2 separate regions of the Mus musculus genome follow, and region 1 is linked to region 2. Evidence: chromatin contacts called from public HiChIP or PLAC-seq data. All regions are on one chromosome and are shown on one strand. The core of a region is the stretch at or near the end of the contact, and the rest is flanking DNA. Distances in the headings are between cores, read along the strand shown.

What was found. HiChIP or PLAC-seq counts read pairs in DNA pulled down with a chosen protein or histone mark.
Region 1: a contact with region 2 is called in an HNF4G HiChIP or PLAC-seq map of pancreatic cancer cells. The contact joins the promoter of Cdk18 here to the enhancer-like site in region 2. A contact is called at or near these places in 2 of 39 promoter capture datasets (the SN4741 cell line and neural stem cells), 1 of 484 Hi-C or Micro-C datasets (Sertoli cells), 3 of 115 datasets of contacts at active chromatin or transcription factors (bone marrow-derived dendritic cells, embryonic stem cells and pancreatic cancer cells) and 2 of 9 other capture datasets (liver and pancreatic islet).

The regions. Positions count from the first base shown.
Region 1 is chr1:132,137,202-132,142,844 of GRCm38.p6, forward strand. It overlaps Cdk18 (cyclin-dependent kinase 18), which reads right to left and starts at 2,484. Exons shown (of 16, transcript NM_008795.2): 1 at 2,209-2,484.
Region 2 is chr1:131,940,826-131,947,191 of GRCm38.p6, forward strand. No RefSeq gene overlaps it. Among named protein-coding and RNA genes, the nearest start is that of Slc45a3, 19 kb to the right of the region's middle. Within about 2 kb of position 5,031, at least 20 of the 459 cell types and tissues checked have an H3K27ac peak or open chromatin away from gene starts, as enhancers often do. A contact at or near this core is called in pancreatic cancer cells, where this site is marked.

The DNA.
Region 1 (5,643 bases), core at 1,234-3,733, 190 kb after region 2:
CCACCAGTACCCAGAAGGCTTAGTACCTGGCACAGACTGCTGGCCTTTCCTGACATGTTTCCATTCAGCCCACCCACCCACCCATTTCTTATAGAGAACTCTCCTCTCCAACCAAAAGGGGGGAAACTTCTAGCCAAGGCCTTGGCTTGCCGGGGTTTCATGGTCTTCCGCCCCAGAGTCAGCCACGGGGTATGACTAGGACATCGCCTTTCCCAGGCCTCACCACCACATGATCACCTCGGCTTCCATGTGTTATACAATAACAGCCCTCCCTACCAGGAGCCCCTCTCCAAACAGAACACTGAGCAAGTTCGAGAGTTTGCTGGGAGCCACAAAATCAATAGGAGGATTCTAGAAATGGCTTAGATTTGACCATCCTTTCTCATCTTCAGGTCCCAAACTCAGAGAAGGAAAGATGGAATCAGGAGAGGAGGAGGAAGAAGACGAGGAGGAGGAGGAGGAGGAGGAGGAGGAGGAAGAGGAGGAGGAGGAGGAGGGAGAGGAGGAAGAGAAGGGAGAGGAGGAGAAAGAGGAAGAGGAAGAGGAGGAGGGGCAGAAGAGAAGGCTAGAGTGAGGTAGGAGTCAGAAGACCCAAGCCAGGCTTTTTCCCTATGAAGAGCGGCCTCTTCCCCTGGGAGCAGGATCAATTAACTGACAGAGAACACAGGGTTTGGAGAGAAACACAATCCCATTCCCTCTGGATCTCAGGGCAGCTATCCCCTCCCCGAACAATCCCAGACTAGGAATCCACTTGTTTCTCAGATTATTGTCCCTCTGGTAAAGCCTGGGTCTGCCTGGGGAGCCTGATTACTTAGAGAACTACCCCTGTCCTCCCTGGGAATTCCAGCCCAGGAAGAGCAGGAGTTGGGACCGGGCTTGGGGTCAGATAGATGTAGACCGGATTGAACCCGTTACATCACTCTCACCCACCCCTCCCCCAGTCTGTTCCTTGGCTAGTGCATTAGTGATCATAACACTCATGAACTATCATAACATTATTATGACACCTTGCTTGGCACATTGCAGAGATTGGAGACAGGAGCTGGGGCAGAGGGAGCCTCCGATGCAGCCCAAGTCCACAGGCATAGCTGCCTGTTGGCCACACCCCAGAAGCTATCCCAGGCCCAAGGCATGACAAAGACATGCGTTCTTGAGACACAAGGATTTGGATCCCCACCTACCCCGCCTCACTGTGGGCTATGTGCCTCCATTGAATCTCACATCTGATAGGGTGGGGGCTTTGCGACCCACGGGGCCCAGGCCACACAACACAGCTGGGTAGGCTGGGGAAGATTGCTCAAGGCCGAGCTGGGATGACAAAGAGGGGCAGATGGCAGCAGCCAGAACTCAGAAGGTTCTGAGGACTGCCCCTATCCCACAATTCTACCCCTGCTCCTGGGAAAGCTTAAGAGAAATATATGAGGCCGCTGGAGCCTAGAGGGGTGCTGACCCCTCAGTACAGGGAAAACAACCCCAAGGCCATCAGGGGCCTGTCCCCCAACCGCGTGGAACAGAGCCTCTGACCCACCCCATTTTCAGAGTCCTGTTTGTGACCTCCAAACAGAGCAGTCAAGCCATGCGTTTGAAGAGCGAGCCACCCACCCTCCTTTCCCACACGCTATCAACCGCTGTCCACAGGAGGGGAGGATCATTGCTTCTCTGGACTTAGCCCAAGAGAAGAGACACGTTCCCTAGCGACTCTCCTCACCACGCAGCCAGCGCTCGGGGCTTCACCTGTCCTCAGTTTTCCCCAGGTCTCTGGCCTACCACCCATGGCCTGTGGGGCTGGAAAGTTCACGAAAGCCCAGAAAGCTCTTCGAGGTGGCAATCTGGCCCTACACTCTCCTGAATCCCTTCGTTATCGGGACTCCTGACCCTTGTCCTTCCCATAAGGAAAGCACTTAGCGTCTGGCTTGTGCCTGGGAGGGGAACTTTTGCGTTTGTAGGGTTCCGACGGAGGTCAGGGCCAAAGGGAGTCCGGGATCCAGAGTCCCCGCGGGGCACGCGTTCTGCCTCAGCACCTGGAACTTGGGAGTGGCTTTCCCAGGGCATCCTTCACCCCACACACACACCAAAAAAATAAATAAATAATAAAAAAATAAAACGCAAGCGCGCCTGCCGAGCGCCCATCGCCTATGGCAGCTGGGGAATTCTGCCCAAATCTCCAGCGCAAAGGCAGTCGGCCCCTTTAAGGACCGCCCGGCTTACCTTTGCTCAGCTTGCCCGGCGCGGTGCCCCTCTCTGGCCGCCGCGGCGGACTCTGCGCGTGTCCCGGTCGTGGCGAGCCGGCTCCCGCCCTCCGCGGCCGCGCTGCCAGGCTTAGGTGCCCTGCCCCGCGCCCCGCCGGGGTCCCTACTCGGGACCCTGGCTCTTCCTGGCCCTGGAAAGGTGAGCGGTTTTCCCCCCAAAGAAGCTGTAACCTGAGCTGCGGGAGAAGGGAGAAGGGAGGGGTGCAGGAAGGTGGGTAAGAGGAGGAGGAAGGCAAAAGCCGGGCCCCAGCCAGAGTTTTTCACGTGTACAAGTTGACTCCGCCTTTGTCCGGACCGGCCCTGCCCACAGTCACTGCCAATCCCTTGCTCTCCCTCTGTCCCAGGGCCACCCCTTTCTCCCACTCTGGGAACTAAGGCCTGTGCTTCTTCCTGTTCCCCTCATAAGCTGGCCCTAAACTAAGTACAGGGTGAGGCCCTTTAGCCTGGACCACACCGGACAGGTCTCTGTCTCTACCCAACCTGCTGAGTGCCAATTTCGGGGGGTGGGGGGAGGGTAGTGGGGGCAGCGCCTAGCACCTAAGAGCTAATGTGCGATCTCAGGGCACAGGGCCTCGCCTATTCTCCTCTCTTTTATGGAGTGTGAAATTGTCACTTACCTGATAATATCTCCCTGATCCCTTCCCCCATCTCTGCCTCTCCATGGCCTGGAGGAAGAGTTCCTTCCCACATAGCATCCCTCTTCCACTATGAAGAGGAACAACTCTGTCCTTTTTGGCCAAGTGAATCAACTAAGAAGCTTTGCAGATAGGCAATGCTAAGTCAGGTCTCGGTTTACACAAGGGGAAACTAAGTCTCAGAAAGGAGACTGAAGAAGCCCAAAGTCCTACAAGGCTTAGAACCCAGGTCAAACATCATTCTCCCACACTGTCTAACGTCAGGGGTCAAAAACCACCACCAGGGGCGCTGGAGAGATGGTTAAGCAGTCCTGAGCAGTTACTGCTCTTGCAGAGGACCCCGGTTCCGTTTCCAGCACCCGCATGACTGCTCACAACTGTCTATAGCTCCAGTTCTAGGGAATCTGACACCTTCTGATCCATGGTGCCAAGAACATATGTGTTAGATACACACAGCTGTGGGCGAAATTCGCGCGTGCACACAAGCTAAATATAAATAAACCTTTTGTTTGTTTAAAGCACGCCACAAAAACGCTGGGGTGGGCTGAGGGTCAGCCTTCTTATGCTGGGGCCTTTTTATCCTTGCTTCCGGTGCTCTGCCGGGACTACATCAAAGAGGTCCTTGCCCTCTGTTCTTTTAGCAGATATGGCACATAGCTTCTGCAATCTGGGTGCCCTTGAGAAGGCTGCTTTGAGGAGAATGTGGTGTTGGAAAGAGGACAGTTTTCTTCTAAAAGACAGAGTCCTGAGGTCACAGCCACATGAGAGTGACTTATGGGTGGCTGACATCCCACAAGGGCCTACCAGCTCTTTGCTACCTTCCCTACCAGGGCATGGAGATTTTTCTGGGAATGAGTGTTTTATGCAGCTGTGGCTGCTACAAGCTGAAGGGCTGCAAAGAGTGCCTACAGCCAAGCCTCTGGATTTGGGACAGAGGATACCTGTCCTGTTCCATGAGTAACTAGGAAAACCTAGGCTTAGGCGTGGTGGGGAGGGCCTGCACTCAGGAGGAAGAGGCAGGAGGATCACTATAAGTTCAAGATCAGCCTGGTTTCCCCAATGAATTCTAGGCCAGCCACGGAGTGAGACATGCTCTCTAGAAGAGGAGGAGGAAAAGAAAGGGGGAGGGGGAGGAGAAGGAGGGAGGAGGAGGAGGAAGACAATGACAAAGACAGGGAGCAGGGAGGCTATGTCAATGCCAGGGAAGGTTGGAGGGCTGGACTATGCCTAAGTATTTAGAGGATTAGAGAAGATGGGGCCAAAGGGTAGAATTTCAGAGAGCCAGGGGGTAAGGTCAAAAGGTCTCAATAAACAGTTTCTGAACATCTTCTGCATGTCAAGCAGTAATCAGGTTTCTGAGCCCAGAGGATAAATAACACCCTGGACCCTCCCCTCCAGGAGTTTGTACGGAAGGGAAGCAAATGAGAAAGACGCTTAAGTCTGCTTTCCATTGCTATAACAAGCACCTGAGGTAACCAGCTTATAAAGAGAATGTGGAGGGGGGAAGAGGGAGGAAGGGGGAGGAGAGCATGCTTTTGGAGGGTCCAGTCTGTGAACAAATGACTGTCGCTTTTGGAACTATGGCAGTGTATGTCATGATTGGGAACAGGTGGAAGATTGAAGTCACTCATCTCGGAGCTTGAGAGTCAAAGAGAAGAGAGGGTGGTCTGGGGCCCCACTACCCTCAGGGGTCCATGCTCAGTGACCATCGGACCCTGACTCCAGGGTTTTGCCCCCTGCAGCCACAGGATGGCAACTGAGCCTTCAGAACACGGTCCCGTTGTGCACTAATACAGTGCAGAGGTCAGTGCTGGGTGACCGCCGGGGACAGTCCCCGTGCTCCGTCTGAGCTGAGGGTCACAGGAAGAGAACAGAGGTGATTCACGGTTCAGCAGGGTGACACGGAGCAGCACGGAGCAGCTCAGGAAAGAGATCTCACCAGGTCACCTTAGGGCACCCTCTCCAGCGGCCGGGGTCAAGGTCAGAAGTCAAGCCTGGTGACGAGTGATACAGTCTTAGACTGTGGCACCCCAGTAGCAGAGAGAGGAGGACCTGATTTGAGGGATGGTTAGAACATTCGTAGAACCGTATGCCTGTGCTACCAGAAAAAAAAAGAGTAAAGAGAGTCCAGGCTGGACAGGGCCCTGGGGCTTTAGTGTGCCTTCATACTCAGCTCTCTTTACTACTGTGTGACCTTGGGCAAGTGACCTAACCTTTCTGAGCCTGATTTTACACCCTATAGGACAAAGACACTAAAGTTAATCTCATGCATCTGTGGTGCAAATCAGAGACAATAAATGCTAAAGACCTAGCCCAGGGCTTGGTTCACAGACTTGACAAGCAGTAAAGATGGTTACCGTCATTGGTCCACCCAACAAGCATTTAAGAAGCCCTCGCTGTATACTACTGTCCTAGGTCCTTCTGCTCAAGCCCTGTTCTCATGCAGTTCACTGTCCACGGAGAGAGAGGTGTGAAGAGGGACCGTCATGTGTCAAGGCGACATTGTCCGGAGCAGAGGGCAGAAGCTTTATTCTGTCCCAGCACAGCTTCTCAAAGGACAGGTAACAGTGGAGACAGTATAAGGCCAGCGACCTGGCCCAAGACTGTCAAATCATCCTGTCTCCAGCGTGTATTTGCCCTCAGAATTCTGAGCTCACCTCCCTTTAAAGGCATTGTCTAAGAGGGGCTCATGGCTGTGATTCCAGCTCCTTGGGAGGCAGAGGCAAAACTGTGGAAAGCTCAAGACATATCTGGTCTAG
Region 2 (6,366 bases), core at 3,781-6,280:
TATGAAGCAGTCCCCTGGAGGTGGATGAGGAGCCAGCTGTCCTGTGGAGAGTCACACAATTGGCCCACATGCAAGACAAACAGCATTTCCTTGTAAACCTGGAACAATGCGGAGCTTAGATTCCAAAGCTCTATTGTGAATGCTGGTCTGGCTTTAGGTATGCAGGATATAGACAGCAGCTAGTTCAAGAGTGTGGGTATTGTCCTAGACCTTGCACAATGGGTCAGTGTTGGGCCATCATCAGCAAAGCAGGTCATCTTCTCTGGCACCCAGTATTCCTTGATTCTCTACCCACCCACTCCCATGGAGCAATAAAGCCTACTTACTGCTTGCCCTCTGGGCTACTCAGCCTTCTTTAGAAGTCAACACTGTTAAGCAGTCTGAGAAGTAGGTACTTGCTCTGGGAAACTTCAGTCTGAGTGGGGCCACACTAGCAATGCCAGGCAGTGACAACAACAGTTCCTAGAATGCCCATTCCTCATAATTGGCAGGCAATTTTTATTGACAGTGGAAATCATGGCAGCTCTATTCTCACATACCAGCTGCACACACACCAGTACATCAGATATCTTGACAGGAATGAGTCCAAGAGCAGTTTAGGACTCTGAACATTGGCATGTCCAGTATTTTATGGCTTAAGGAACTAAAGCTCAATATAGATAATTAGATTATCCCGGAAAACTAACCTGAGCAGTTTAGAAAACAAGAAGGTATGAGAACAGCGGAGTCTCCCAGGGTATTCATTGTAGCACAAGGTTTGATTTCCCACACCCCAACACATGTACATGTACCACTGTGACCCAGTGGCTTCAGAGAAGGGTTGTGACTGGTCTCAGTAAGTCAGAAGATCAAGTTACAGGAAGATCTTGAGCAAGTCACCAGCCTCCCCACCCCTCAACTCTCCTGCCTTCTTCTATGATGAGGTTATAAAGGACAGGGACCAGTTTTCTGCTTCAAAGGGACAAGTAGCCCAAGGGAGGCTGGAAATCAGGCTCTGTCTGCACAGCCTTGCTGTTGGCACTACAGACTCACCAGCTTCACAGAAATGCAGTTTTATCTCCAAGCAAGGTACCCTAGAGACTAACGCCCTGTTCCTGCCACACCGAAGCCTTTAGCATTGTCAAGTATAGATGAGTTATTTATAAGTAGGAACATATACTTACAGAAAGGTAATCTTTTTTTTTTTCTTTCTTCCTTTTTTTTTTTCAAGACAGAGTTTCTCTGTGTAGCCCTGGCTGTCCTAGAACTCACTCTGTAGACCAGGCTGGCCTCAAACTCAGAAATCCACCTGCCTTTGCCTCCCAAGTGCTGGGATTAAAGGCATGCGCCACCACTGCCCAGCAGAAAGGTAATCCTTAACAGGCCCATACTAGGAGTGGTTTTTACAGGGAAAGACAGTGGCATCCAAGTCACCTGAATTACTAAGGTGGAGTTTGGGGTGGTTTTTCTTAGTATCAGTACACAGAACGATTGATGTTCATCTTTTTAGTTTCTTGTAGGAAAAGGGAATTTTACCCAGTGATTCCAAACTGTATCCCTAGTTATATAGATAACATATTCTAACTAATATGAGAAGTGTTAATGTGGGTCTGCAACACAGATTAGAAATACTTGTTCAGGGCTAGGGAGTAGAGCTCAGTGGTTAGGCACTTACTGCTTATTGTGTTCTGTGAGGTCATGGCTTCTATCCCCAGCAATGAAGAAAAATGACATATTTTTTTGGTATGTGAAATGAGCCTATTTTGGTGTCCTTTGCATTTGGAATTTAAATAGAAAGCAAAACACAAAAGTAGACTCTCAGTCCCCTGCAGAACCACTTAGCTGATGAAATGTGATGCCCTGTGTTCTCAAATGTTAAAGCCAGGCGGGAAATGCTTTTTCTGGGGCCTAATCACGAGCCCCTTTATGACTAATATTTTGGCAGCTGAACCCAGGGACAAGCCACAAGATGGATGCCTCCGCCCCCCACGAGTTCTTCAATCTGCAGGGAACAAAGACTAAGTTTCAACAGATAGTAAAGAGTGTGATTTACGTCTGTTGGGCAGTGGTCAGCCTGTGTAAATGCAGTTGGTCAGGAACCAGTTATCATGCAGCAGCTCTTCCCTCAGATCATTGTGAGCATCGCTGCAGTGTTTTAGATAGATAACTCCCAGGAGTCCTAAGTTCCTCTTGTGTTATCTGGCTGTTCGTTTTGGCTTTAGTCAGATTTTCAGTTTTCTCTGCTCAGTTGCTATCACTGAGTTCCGTTAATGTGCATGACACGCGCTTCCCCTCACTAGACATTTTGAACAAGTGTCAGCGTTTAAGGTCGTGAGAACTGTATTTTTTGTTCCCATTAAGAGCGTGGTACTGAAAAAAACAAAAAAAAAACAAAAAAAAACAAAAAAAACCCTGAAAACTAGGATAGTGTTCTTCCTCTATACGTGGCTCTGTCCAATTCTTGTAGAATTGATGCTCAGGTTTTAATGTCTTATTTCACTTTTGAGACAGTCTTGCCTCAGACAGTAGCCCAAGCTGCCTCAGGCTCCCCAGTGCTAGACTTTGAGGTATGTGCCACCGCGCCCAGGTCAGGATGATGTTTGGAATTTAAGCATATTCATCTCCCTTTTCTAACTCCAGAGGCAGAGCAGAGCAGTTGGAGAGTGAGGTATTAAGGAAGGACTCTGCAAATTGATACTCTGGCTGCCCATAAAAGTGTTTTATATCAGGGCTTCTCCAAACATGGCCCTGGCTAGTAGCCTCAGTCTTAGCTGGGAACTTGTCTGAACTGTAAAATCCTTGACCTGCTGAATCTCAAACTGGGCATAGGACCTAGAAGTTCAAGTTAAACAAGCCCTGCTGTTGACTCTGTTGGCCATTTCCAATGTAAAGTACGCGCAAGGATCAGCTGGACTCAGTTTCACTGTTTCTCGCCCATCTTCCTCCTCGTTTCTCTTCCCCACACCCCCGCCGCCTTTAGAGTAAGGTGACTGGCACAGACAGTTTTGGTGTCATGAGGCCGATGGTTCAGTTAACAGCACCAGTGAAATCTCTTACCACCTCATACTCATTTGCCAATACTGACAAATATTTGTGTGTGTGTGTGTGTGTGTGTGTGTGTGTGTGTGTGTGTGTATGCCACCCATGTGGATAGAGGCCAGATGACAACTTTGTGGAGTTGGCTCTCTCCCCCACTTTCCATGAGTTCTAAGGATTGACTTCAGGTCTTCAGGCTCACACATCAAGTGCCTTTACCCACGGAGACATCTCTCTGGCCTGGAAGTAAATCAGTTTCTTTCCTGGATATTTCATTCGCCTGTTGGAGTCACCAGGGATAGAGGTGACCTATTTTTCATCTGTCCCTCTGTTACACACCTCTTCTGACTCCTCTGCCTTTTATCCTGTGACTCCAAAATCTTGTCTGCTAAGTGGGCATGGTGGCTGGCTTGTAATTGGAACCCCACCACACCAGAGGCTGAGGCAGAAGCTGCAGGTTTGAGGGCAGTGTGTGTTGCATAGTGATTTCTAGGTTAGCCTGGGCTACAGAATGAGACTTTAAGGACAGCCATGTTACGTTGTTCCATGAAGCAGTATGTATGGTGTGAGCCACTCCTGGTTATGATCACCTGAAGGTGTTTGTCTAATAGTAGGTAGAATTCTTGGTGAGTTTGTCCTTAGCAAGGAAAAAACAAAAAACAAGAAAAAAACCAAAACACCAATACAGTGCTGGCAAGATATCTCAGTGGATAAAGCTGCTTGCTGTTGAGACTGACCACCTAGCTAAATTCCACTTGAAATTCATATGGTAAGAGGAGAGAACTGACTCCAGAAAGCTGGGCCCTCCATGTGGACCAGTCTGTGTGCACATGCACACAAATAAATAAATCTTAAAAGAGGGGGCTGAGAAGATTGTTACATAGGTATGAACTTTTGCTCTGCAAACACAAGGACCTAAGTTCGAGTGCCTAGCCCCTACATAACAAACAACCCCAGCATTGGTTCTCAGAGACAGATGAATCCAGCAAGCTTGATTGCTGATGGCCATCCTCATCACAAGAGTGAACTCCTGGTTCACTGCCACCCCATCTCAATGGAAGTAAAGCTGAGAGCAATAGAAAAGACCTGATGCCACCTGGTGCACTGCCTTTAATTATTCCAGTCCTCAGGAGGCAGAGGCAGGCAGATCTCTGAGTTCAAGGCCAGCCTGGTCTACAGAGCAAGTTCTAAGACAGCCAGGGCTACACAGCACACAGCTTGTTTTTACAAAAAAAAAAAAAAAAAAAAAAATCCACCCTATATCTTACTCTGGGTTCCATATGTGTGTGCATAGGCATACCCACCTGTACATCTGTGTGCAGGCACCACATACCCACTAACTCACCAAGAATCCCATCTACTATTAGGTTCCCTACAGAGTCAGGCCTTATTTGAATTATTTTTCCCACTCTAGAAAGACAACTGGACAAATACCTTCAGGTGATCATATTCAAGAGCGGTGTATAGCACACATACAGTTTCATCTAACAAGGTAACATGACCGTCCTTAGGAAGAAACTGAAATCTAGAAATGGTTAAACAGTGTGCTCCCCACCTACATCACGGATAGCCTGATACCCCAACACTGGGCAAATATTGATTGACTAAAGTCAATTGGGATCGATTGCAATTTGGTTCCCATCACATGTGTCCCAGAACAGCTTCTGGCAGAAGCACCAGGCAGCCAGAAGCTAAATGAAAGGAACATGGCCGTAGTAGCATCTAGAGAAAAGCTCAAGGGCCTGGGTTTGTTTCTCCACTAACCAGCCAGGGCCTCAGTAAGATCCTTAGTCTTCCTGAGTTCCAGGGTTTTTTACTGCAGTGAGCTGGCTGCTTCTCATCAGTGCTGTGATGAGACCTTGTGAACGTTTGCAGAAGGGTTTCCCCTGGAGCCTGAGAGGGTAATAACATGGAGCAGAAGCAAGGCACAGGAGCCGAGCCACAGTGCCACAGGAGCCGAGCCACAGTGCCGTCTGCTCTTGTTGCACAGGGAAGTTATCTTTCTGACTGTTTTCTCTAAGGGTGGAAGGATGGCGTCATTAGGTGAATAAGCAAAAGGGAGTGCCAGCTGGGACTCACACAGCCTTCCGCTCAGTGTTCCCTCCCCCACTACCTACACACACCCACCCACCCCCACCCCCACCCCCATGGGCCCCTGCATGCCTTGCCTTAGGTACTGTCTGTCTGTTTGTTCTGATCCTGAGAACCACCTGGTAAACACGGTGCTTCTGTATGTCTTTATGCATGTGGAGTGATCCAGAGAAGGGCTTTGGTTGGAATGTCCTAGAATCTAGTAAGGGTACAAGCCAGGCCTACTTCCCAGGATCCTCTTGACTGGTCAGATCTTCCGGTTTAGGGACCATGAGTGGTAAGCAGGTGGGAGTGGCAGAAAACTAGTATCCCCTAGTCTGATAAGGAACACATTGTCATGAGCTCCTACCTGGTCCTCACTCTCTGATGCTGAAGTGGAGGGGGAAGGGTGAGCAGATGCCTCCGGTGAGAAGCCTCTCTCTTCCTTCTCTTTTGCTGGATCCTGGCTGAGTCTGCCTGAGTCTCGTGGAGTGGGCTACACTTGAGATATCCCTCCAGTACAATTTTAGGTACCTCTGGCTCCCTGTAGAGTTTGCAGAATACCAAACTCTTAATCCTCCTGCCTCAGCCTCCCAAATGCTAGAAATCTAGCTTGCCTCATTCCTCCTTTTGGAATAGAAGAGGAAAGAGGAATTCAGAACTGAAACCTCAGAGGAACTGGTTTATCTAGATCAGGGCCTCCCAACCTTGACTCTGCCGGAGGCCAATTCTTTGTGCTGAAGGATGTTTTAGCAGCACATGTGACCTTCACTCAGTAGGTGCTAACAACACCCTCCCTCATGGTATAATCAAAAACTGTCTCCAGATGCACAAACAGACAAAACTGCCTTGAGTTGAGAACTATCAACCTAACTGGTTCCTGATTGGATGCTTTTGTCCCAGAGGCCCCTTCTGAGGGTCAAGAGTAGAGCAGGCTGATGTGAAGAATCTCAGCGTTTGACCTCCACGTTCCAAACACAACTCAGAGGAGCCCAAAGGAAGCCCTTTGCTTTCCGTATTGACCATTGCAGCTCACCCAGCTCACCAGGCCATTCATCTACTAAGACTGGCCCATATTTGCATCCAGACAACTCTCAGTTCCCTGTCCTCGCCCTTTGTTAAAACAAAAGGCATGTCAATGAAACAAAACAGATTTATGTCATCAACGTGGTTTTTTTTTTTTTTTTTGGGGGGGGGGGGTGGCGAGACAGGGTTTCTCTGTATAGCCCTGGCTATCCCGGAACTCACTTTGTAGACGAGGCTGGCCTCGAACTCAGAAAT